Regions from separate parts of the Drosophila melanogaster genome. Here region 1 is linked to region 2. Evidence: chromatin contacts called from public Hi-C data. All regions are on one chromosome and are shown on one strand. Each heading gives the region's core, a stretch centred on a gene start, on an enhancer-like site or on the middle of the called end of the contact. The rest is flanking DNA. Distances are from core to core; before and after follow the strand shown.

The links. A called contact is a pair of places that touch in the nucleus more often than the background predicts.
Region 1: a Hi-C map of the Kc167 cell line shows a contact between it and region 2, with 1.6 times the contacts expected there. The contact joins the promoter of SMC3 here to the promoter of AnxB11 in region 2. A contact is called at or near these places in 12 of 107 Hi-C or Micro-C datasets (the Clone 8 cell line, the Kc167 cell line, the S2 cell line and 6 more) and 2 of 6 datasets of contacts at active chromatin or transcription factors (both in the Kc167 cell line).

What each region holds. Positions count from the first base shown.
Region 1 is chrX:16,591,318-16,595,578 of dm6, forward strand. SMC3 (Structural maintenance of chromosomes 3) reads right to left here and starts at 2,122. Exons shown (of 5, transcript NM_078650.3): 1 at 2,035-2,122; 2 at 1,843-1,957; 3 at 1,627-1,766; 4 at 1-1,429. The coding sequence starts at 2,049. It overlaps Ubc7 (Ubiquitin conjugating enzyme 7), which reads left to right and starts at 2,360. Exons shown (of 4, transcript NM_001298405.1): 1 at 2,360-2,726; 2 at 2,789-2,870; 3 at 2,954-3,213; 4 at 3,374-4,261. The coding sequence starts at 2,684. The coding sequence ends at 3,492. It overlaps CG9784, which reads right to left. Exons shown (of 1, transcript NM_132907.3): 1 at 3,819-4,261.
Region 2 is chrX:16,420,692-16,425,263 of dm6, forward strand. It overlaps AnxB11 (Annexin B11), which reads right to left and starts at 1,551. Exons shown (of 8, transcript NM_001272689.1): 1 at 1,090-1,551. It overlaps hang (hangover), which reads left to right and starts at 2,140. Exons shown (of 8, transcript NM_167521.3): 1 at 2,140-2,936. The coding sequence starts at 2,589.

The DNA.
Region 1 (4,261 bases), core at 872-3,371, 170 kb after region 2:
CTGACTCCACAATGTGATGGAATAACCGATTGGCGGCTGTTACCTCCACCGCCGTGTAGATGGTCTTGTCGCAGCTGAAGTTCTCAATGACGGGTCCATAGTAGGCTCTCGCAATCTCCGCCGATTGACCGCCACGTTCCACAAAGCTGTCGAGAACCTTGCGCACAGAATCGCAACCGTTCAGGATCGGCTTGCCGGCCATGCTGCGCAGCGCCTGGTCCGCCCGCGATAGCTCCTCCTTGTGCGTCTGCAGCTGCTGCGTCATCTGTGTCTCCTTGCGCCACAACTCGTTTCGCATGGACTGATGCTGGTCCTTGGTCTTCTTAAGCTCGTAGTACTTCTTGTTGTGCTCGTCGATCTGCAGTCGGAGCTGCTCCAGTTCCGATGAGTGCTCCTCGATCTTTTGACCCAGATCCTTTTCGGAGGTAGCGTCCTTCTTCAGATCCTCCACGAGTTTTGCGTGATGAGCGATTTTATCGCGCGTCTGTTTGCTAATTGACTTCAGCTCGTTGGTGATCCATTTGTCGCGATCCTCCCTAGAGGAGAACTGTGAACCGCGACCCTGCTTGGCGTAAAGCTCCTTGCGCTTCTGTTCCTTGAGCTGCAGCTCTCGGGAGCAGTCTTCCTCCTTGCGCTTCATCGCCTCGTATTTGGGCTTTACGTCGTCCAGTTCCTTTTCGCGTTCGGCTATCGTTACCTTAAGGTTCTTAAGCTCCTGGTCAGCCCGCTCCTTGGACTTGTTGTCGCCCTGAACCTCGTCATTTAGATCGACAATGGTTAGGTCTAGTTTCGTTTTCTCGCGCAGTAACTGTTGCTGCTCCGTCATCAGTACGGAGCGCTCCTCCTTTGTGCTCTGCACTTTCTTCTTTGCCTCTTTAAGGTTCTTTTGCACATCCTTGATCTTCTCTTGTGCCTTCTGAATCTCAATGTTGTAGATCTTCTTTTTGTCCGAGGACGACTTGCGCTGCAGCTGGAGCTCGTCGAGAGCCTTCTTGGTGTCCTTCAGCTCGGTTTCGTAGCGTATATACTCTAGCGTGCGGCGCGTCTTGTCCCACTTCTGGTACTCCTTTAGCTCTTCCTTCTCCTCTTCGAGCGTCTGGAGCCGATCCTCGATGGTCTTTAGGTACTCGCTGATTTTCTCCACCTTGCTGTCCGTCTCGCGCAATAGATTTAACGACTCCTCCTTCCGTTCGTCGTAAACACGCGTTCCCGCGACTTCGCGTAGCAGCTTGAGACGATAGGAATCGGCGGCAGTTGCCATCTGATTGATTTTGCCCTGCTTGACAATGTAGTAGGGATTTGAACTGGAAAAACCAGCCGATTCCAGCAGATTGACCACCTCATTGCGCGGCACCACCTTCTTGTTGAGGAAGTACTGGTCCTTTTTGGCGCCAATCACGCGCCGCAGAAAGATCTCTTCTTTGTCGATCTACAAAATAAGCGTAGCGTCAGTTATGAAGTGGCTAGAAATGTTTGCCTATAAGTTTGAATATTATGAGAAGATGCTATGAGCGGGTTGCTTTAGAGGATTTTGAGCGATATGTTACAACCATTGACTACATCTTCCAAGGCAGTAGAGTTCTTGCAAAGACTATGTTTTCTGGGTCACTTGGTTTGACTACTCACTGGAACTCGGTTGTCCGAGTTGTCGAAGATGATCTCCACATAGGCGGAGATGACGCGGGCACCTGTTCCCTCGTGCAGAAGCGACTGACGCTGCTCCGGCCGCAAGTGGGTGAACTCATCGCTTAGCACAAACTGGATGGCTGCAAAGTGGATGGGATAGCATTAGGGTCGATTAAATATGGTTAGCTGAACAGGCAGGCTGGAGCTGATACTAACCGTAGAAGAAGTTGCTCTTCCCGGAGCCATTACGTCCAACAACAACGTTATGGCGCTTGTCGAATGGTTCCACCACCGTCTGGTCCTTGTAACTCTTGAAGCCTTGTATAATAATCTGGAATTAACGGGTGGATTTCAGATCTTCGGTGTCCAATGGGTGGCCAGGAGCATGGCCGTCATTTCAACACTCACCTGCTTGATGTGCATCTTATTATATGCGATTTTTTGCACAAAATCGCGCTCTTTTTGTTTTACAACAAATACATAAATAATATCGACTCGGGCAGCGACTTATCGATGTTTGCGTTTCACTATCGATGTCATCGATATCCCAACTTTGAAAAACACTGGCTTGCAATCGAACCAAAAATTCAAATGATATAAAACAAAAAAATAATTTTAAATTTTACAACTAAAAGTGTCCATCAATAATGGTTTAAGAAGCAAACAAATAATTAATTTAATAAGGTAGTTTGAAGGTGTGAAATACTAAAACAACGATAGCCGACGTTATCGAATCGAATCGATTACTCTTGTTAAATTCACTCAGTACAGATATATTTTTATAGAAAGCCACTCGATTCATTCGATATAAATAAACACGGAACACCGTTTGTGTTTATTATATTACGACGTGTCTGTATTTTGACCCGTGCCCGAGGATCTGGAAAGTTCGCGATTGCCGCCAAAACAAGCAAGGACCCCATTCGGGTGTAGCAGGTGCAGGAGCAGGTGGACAGGAAACGGAGAAGCAGCTGAAGGAAACTCAAAGGAAGTGGTCACAGTGGGGAGAAGGAGCCCGTGAACTGAACCATCATCATTACCATCGAGCGCATTTAGGATGGCTGGGTCCGCACTGCGCCGCCTGATGGCGGAATACAAACGTGAGTCGAAAGTCCACAGGGCAGCAACAGCTTTCCCTTACCACCGCTCCGATCATCTCCAGAGTTAACACTTGACCCGCCCGAGGGCATTGTGGCCGGCCCCATCAGCGAGGACAACTTCTTCGAGTGGGAGGCACTGATTGCGTGAGTTAAGATCCCCGAACGATCGACACGGATCGGACAGATGTGGACAGATTAACCCATTAATTGCACTTTGCCCTTTGCAGCGGACCTGAGGGCACTTGTTTCGAGGGCGGAGTGTTTCCTGCCCGGCTCATCTTTCCGACCGACTATCCTCTGAGTCCGCCTAAAATGAAATTCACTTGTGACATGTTCCATCCCAACATATTCGCCGACGGGCGGGTCTGCATATCAATACTACACGCACCCGGCGACGATCCCATGGGCTACGAGCTATCCGCGGAGCGCTGGAGTCCTGTCCAGAGCGTGGAGAAGATTTTGCTTAGTGTGGTCAGCATGCTGGCGGGTAAGAAAAAAGTCACAATAAAGTCTTAAGGGCAATTCCAACGGGGGTATCTACTTCCAAGTTCATTTGTTCACTAGATTATATGGTTGATCATGCCGATAGTTCACTTCACTTGTTCATTCCTTAAGTTCAAACTGATGTCGTTCATTTTTGCCCACAGAACCCAACGATGAGAGCGGCGCTAATGTGGATGCAGCAATTATGTGGCGCGAACAGAGGGATGAGTTCAACGCCATCGCCCGACGGCTGGTGCGCAAAACTCTTGGTTTACCGGCGTAAATGGATCATGTGCGTCACCGTCAATACTTTCTACCCTGAACAACACGATTCCAACAACTCGCTAACCCATAGTTTTCTCAAAAATCCCTCGTTGAGCTAACCGACACAAGTTTCAAATTAGCAAAAATGAAGAACCTAACGTCAAAATCGACTAACTCAAGTTTATCTAGCACACTGACTGCCTCACCGGACTTAACTGGAGGGCCTATTACCTGAAGTACATCACTGGTAGTTGGACACGAGGCCAGGTGAAGGCGGAGTGAGAAGTTGGCAAGAAAAGTGAAAATTCTAATAATTTCTATTATTAAAGGTTTATTTTTTTTTATATATTTTCACTAGATATAATTTGTATTGATGCTTTATAAAGATGCTGTTTTGAAAAGTTAAATAGAAATTACGATAATTCAAGTGCAAGGGCAATGTATTCGAAGTGATTGAGGCGTTTGATTTGCATTATGCTTTATGTTTGGTTTATATAGTCATTACACACTTAATTCGACTGATCATTAACTGAAATCCAACATGAAATTGTCCTATGTACTCATAAAATACTACACAATTGTAAACGTTTTCATTCGATTAAGTAAATTGATTAATGTTCACTTTGATAAGGCATACGACTGTATGTATGTATATATATATATATATTTATATGTTTATAGGTAGGTGGGTAAATGCACACCCATACACATACATTGGTTAAGTGTCCACTGGTATGAGGGTAATATAGTTATCTAATAGTTGCTGAAGGTTACTAAGCCACACGAAT
Region 2 (4,572 bases), core at 301-2,800:
TTTGTGGCCCACAAGGTACTTCATATCTACATATATATATATATATATACATATATATACATATATATAAACGTTGTGTTTTCCCTTTTACCTTATATTATATATGCGCAATATAGCTGCGGGTCATGCGTGTTACTTGTAATTTATAATTTTTTGCTTCAGACAGAGGGACGCCTCCTGACTTAATGGGTATGGAAACAAATGTGAGGCCTGAATATAATATATTAAACTATTTGCACAAAGGCTTTGGGTTTGTTTTCCAATTGTTTCGTCATTTGCAAAGCCTTTCTTGAAAACTTTTCAATTGATAAACATAAACAACTGCATGTACGGTCTGTTCTGTCCCACTCTTTATACATTTTTAACCAAAAAATTAAGTTAAATTCGTTTTGGAAAAGACTTCAATGGCACCTCGCAGCGCAAATAACCAGAACAATGGCTTTATTTCCACCGCAGCGATTTCTGCGGTCCATTATCATCGGAAAGGGCCGTTTTCAAGGCAACAGAACGCATTTGCTCACTCCGAGATGATTCATCTTACACTCAAACCCACGTCAACAAAGTCTACCCGTGCGCATACATAAGTATCTATGTATCTAAGTATCTATGTATACTAATTGAGTCATGCTTTTACAAATGGATCAGAAGTAAAATTCCTGTGAATTTTGGATTCATAGTTACATAGAGCCGAAAAGATATTTCGAACATTTGCGAAATACAATTTTGATGCTTCATTTTGCAATTAGTTGTTGTACTTTTTATATATTTCTTTACTTATGATTTTGGCACAGTAAATTCGAACAACTTTGCGTAAATACCACTAAAAATAAGACAATAATCGCTTACAACTTTGAGTGCGCTTATCTTGAAATTCTTTGAAATGGTCCCGGATTCCGGGAAAAGTATAAGTTCGATCGCTTTCATTTAAGTATAACCTATTAAAAGCGCACATGAGATAGATAGATAGGTCAGAAGATTGGCATTTAGGCATAAAAATGGGCCTTATGTGCACGCCCCTACATAATTAGATACATAGGTGGGCGCATCTATTCCTATTGTATCATAATTTATTAGATGGTAATTATTTACTAGCAAGGTCGCAATCAACAGATGGGTAAAACGCACACAAGTGCAGCACATCAACACGTGTCAGTGCCGGTGTGCGTGCGTGCGTGTGTGTGAGTAGTTGCATTTCGAGATACAATTGTATCTTTGTATCTGAAGATATCAAACGAAAGTTTCTATCGCTGGTTACCCCGCCACCAGTCGTACGATATATGTATTTCTTCTCGGCAGATACACACACAGGCACACAAATACGTCTGTCTTGGAGAATATTTGGGAGCAGAGACTTAAAGTAAAGATTTCACAAGTCTACACTTCAGGGAAACGTGTTAAACAGCAATAAGAACACGCATGTTGCGCGAAAACAAATACACCATAAAGAACGGCACAATTATAACGCTTTTAATTACTTTAAGTATCGGCAAACGCGATGTTGGCACTCTGCGGGTATTTTGTAATGCCGAAGTGAATTTATCAACTGACTTACCGCCAGGGCGGGACAACAACCTGTTGTTACTTTGATTACTCGATTCTAGTCGATAGCTGTGCCCTTTCCAATCGGAATATCGGTGGCTATCGAGTAGCCGGTGCATTCACAATTTCGTATGTTCCCGGTATAACTGCGAAGTAACTGCAATATTAAAACATTATTTTCTTTAATTTGGAAATCAGTTTTCAGAATTCACTTTTGTAGTTGCTTAATTCAAATCTCTTAACATACCTAATTTCCCAATAAGAAATCAACGGAAATTTAAGCTAAAGTACGTTCAATGCAGTAAATTTTATGATTCACTTTATAGAGAATCTTTGTACAATCTTTATGTGGAGTTTTTCATACTTTTATTTTGAAATTCTATATAGCCGCGATATAAAAAGTCAAAGAGATCGACTTATCGAATTAAAATGGCTTCTTTGATGGTTATTTCCCAGAGTGACCGGGTATGCGACCGCTAAGAAAAACCGCCGTACAGTGGTAAGTGTGACCACGCATGCGTCTGCCACAAGCGATAGCGATAGTAAGGTCCAGGCTTCGCCCGGCGTGCCCATCTCTAGCCAAAAACGACCTTTTTTCGCCAGAAATCATTTTCCCGTTTACAGTCGCAGATACGCCACGGCAATTCGCAGTCCCAGTGTAGCGGTCATTTTTTTTCCAGTGCGACTCCTCCAAACAAAAGCGAAGTGGAAAAATAGGCGAAGATAAAGGAAACCCAAGAGCGAAACTCCAAATTGCGAATCAGCAAAGGATCAATGGCAACGAAATAAGTAAAAGAACCAGTGCGAACAATGTGCGAAAAGTGGGAAACGCGAGCGGCGTGGTCGTTTCCGTCGGAGAGCGGATAATATAGCACATAGTAGTATATTGTAGTAGTGGATGTGGATGGTGTGGAACGATTGCGAACGGACGCAGACCGAAACAAAAGTGAAAACGTGCAAAAAACCAAACCCAAAAACAAATTCAACCGAGAAGTAGAAGCAAGCGGCAAAGAAGAGAGCGAGAGGGCGACCAATACAAAAGCGACAAAATGTGCGACGCTGCGGCGGCAACAGCGACAACAACAACAACAGCAGCAGTAGCAGCAGCCGTCGCAACAACAACAGCATCGGTAGCATTGGAGGCCACAGCGACACAGCCTGGAACGACAACGACGACGGTAGCCACTGCGTCAGCGGGAACCACATCCCCTGAAGCGGCCATTCCAACAGCAGCAACAGCAACATCGGCGAGAAACAGCAACAGCGAACGGTCGGCGCGACAAAACTGCTGTCGCCTGTGCATCGCCCCACAAACCGAATGCATCTCGATCATCAATAGCTATGCGGCCGACAAGGAGCCGCTGTCCACCAAGATCCACAACTGCGTCGGCATCAAGGTGAGTGGTTATGGGTATGGGTATGGGTGTGGGCATGGGCACGGGTGCGGATGCGGATGCGGGTATATACATAATCCGGCTGTTGCCATCGCCATTGCTGCCGTCGGTGTCGTCATCCCGGGTCTCCGATTCCGAGTCCGAGTCCGCCGCTCTCACTGAACGCTCTCTTGGGTGCTCTGGCACTCCGGTGCTCTGGTGGTTGGACACCATTAACAGTTATACACACAGATCCCAAATGGTCAGTGGAAGGATGAGGCGGTGGCCACACCCGTTCGCTGGACAGAATGGAAAAGTGAGGTTACGGATGATGCCGAGTAACCATTGGGCAGTGGGCATTGGGCCCCGGAGTTCAAGACCCATCGAAGGGGGATTGTGCAAGCAACCAAAGATGATGGCCAGCCACATCCAAAAACGAAAAACCAAGCAAACAAAAAAAAAAAAAACGAACGAACCGAAAACCAGCCAAACTCCGCCTCCTACTCCTCATCTGCTTTGGTATGGGTGTGTGGCTAGGTTTTGGGTTTCCAATGTTTCCACTGCCAAGTCACGATGCAGTGGGAGTGGAAGAGAATGGGTGTAGGAGAAAGAGGAGACGGAGGAGTAGAATTGGAGCTCCATTCTGGCTGAAATCCAATCACGACCACAATCTTTAGCTCATAATCAAACTTGAACTCTACACTTTTGCTACTCCTCCTTCTTCGATTCCATTGCTTTCATTGCCTTCCCGCTTTGAGGTTAGAACTGATCCTGCTTCCTTTCCAAAAATCTACAGCCTGCTCCGCTTGCTCCTCTTCTTCCTCCAGCGGCTCATCCGTTTCCTCGTTCTCCTTTTCATCCTCCACTTCTCGATTGCGAGAGCAGCTGCGAATGACCAGCACAAAGCATAAAGCCCGATGAGCGCGCCGTCGTTGCCGCCGCCGCCGCCGTTGTTGCCTTGGTATTAGTGTGCCTGGCTGCGTCTGTGTGCCCCTGGCTGTATCGGTGTTGGTGTGTGTGCGGCGGACACACAGAGATTCAGAGATTCCAGGCCAGAAAACCGAAAAACCGAAAACCCAAAAACCCAGGCCAATTACATATAATTTTGCGCTGTAGCTGCCTGCTGCGTACCTTTTTCAAGGAATTTCGCTTGGAGGGCAGCAGTTGCTCTCTGCTCCGCCGGCGCTCTCTCTTTGCGCGCGCGCATCCTTGCAAGGAAATTGAAGTGACGGAGACGGAACAGGCGGAACAGGAGGAGGACTTGGACTGGGGCTTCGCTAGCTTCGTTTATTGATTCTTTCTACGGCCTCTTGCATGCTTGCTTTTCCGGTTTTTTCCGCTGGGTTTGCCCGGCATTCCATCCAGTATGTGTATCCCCAATATTCCATATCCGCTTCGCCAGCTTGGTCTGCTTGGTGCCCCCAATGGATGGATGGATAGATGGTTGGGTCCAATGGTGCTCGGTTGCTTCGCCGCGATTCTCTGTTCTTTTCCCTGGGCTTCGATTCGATTTCATGGCAATTGCTCTTCACACAGACACGGGAACATGGCCACATGGACACACGCACACCATGGCACGCCAGTTGGCTCCGACAGAGGTGGTGTATATTGTACATATATAAGTTGGCGTCATCGTCGTCATCGTCGCTAGCTCGACTGC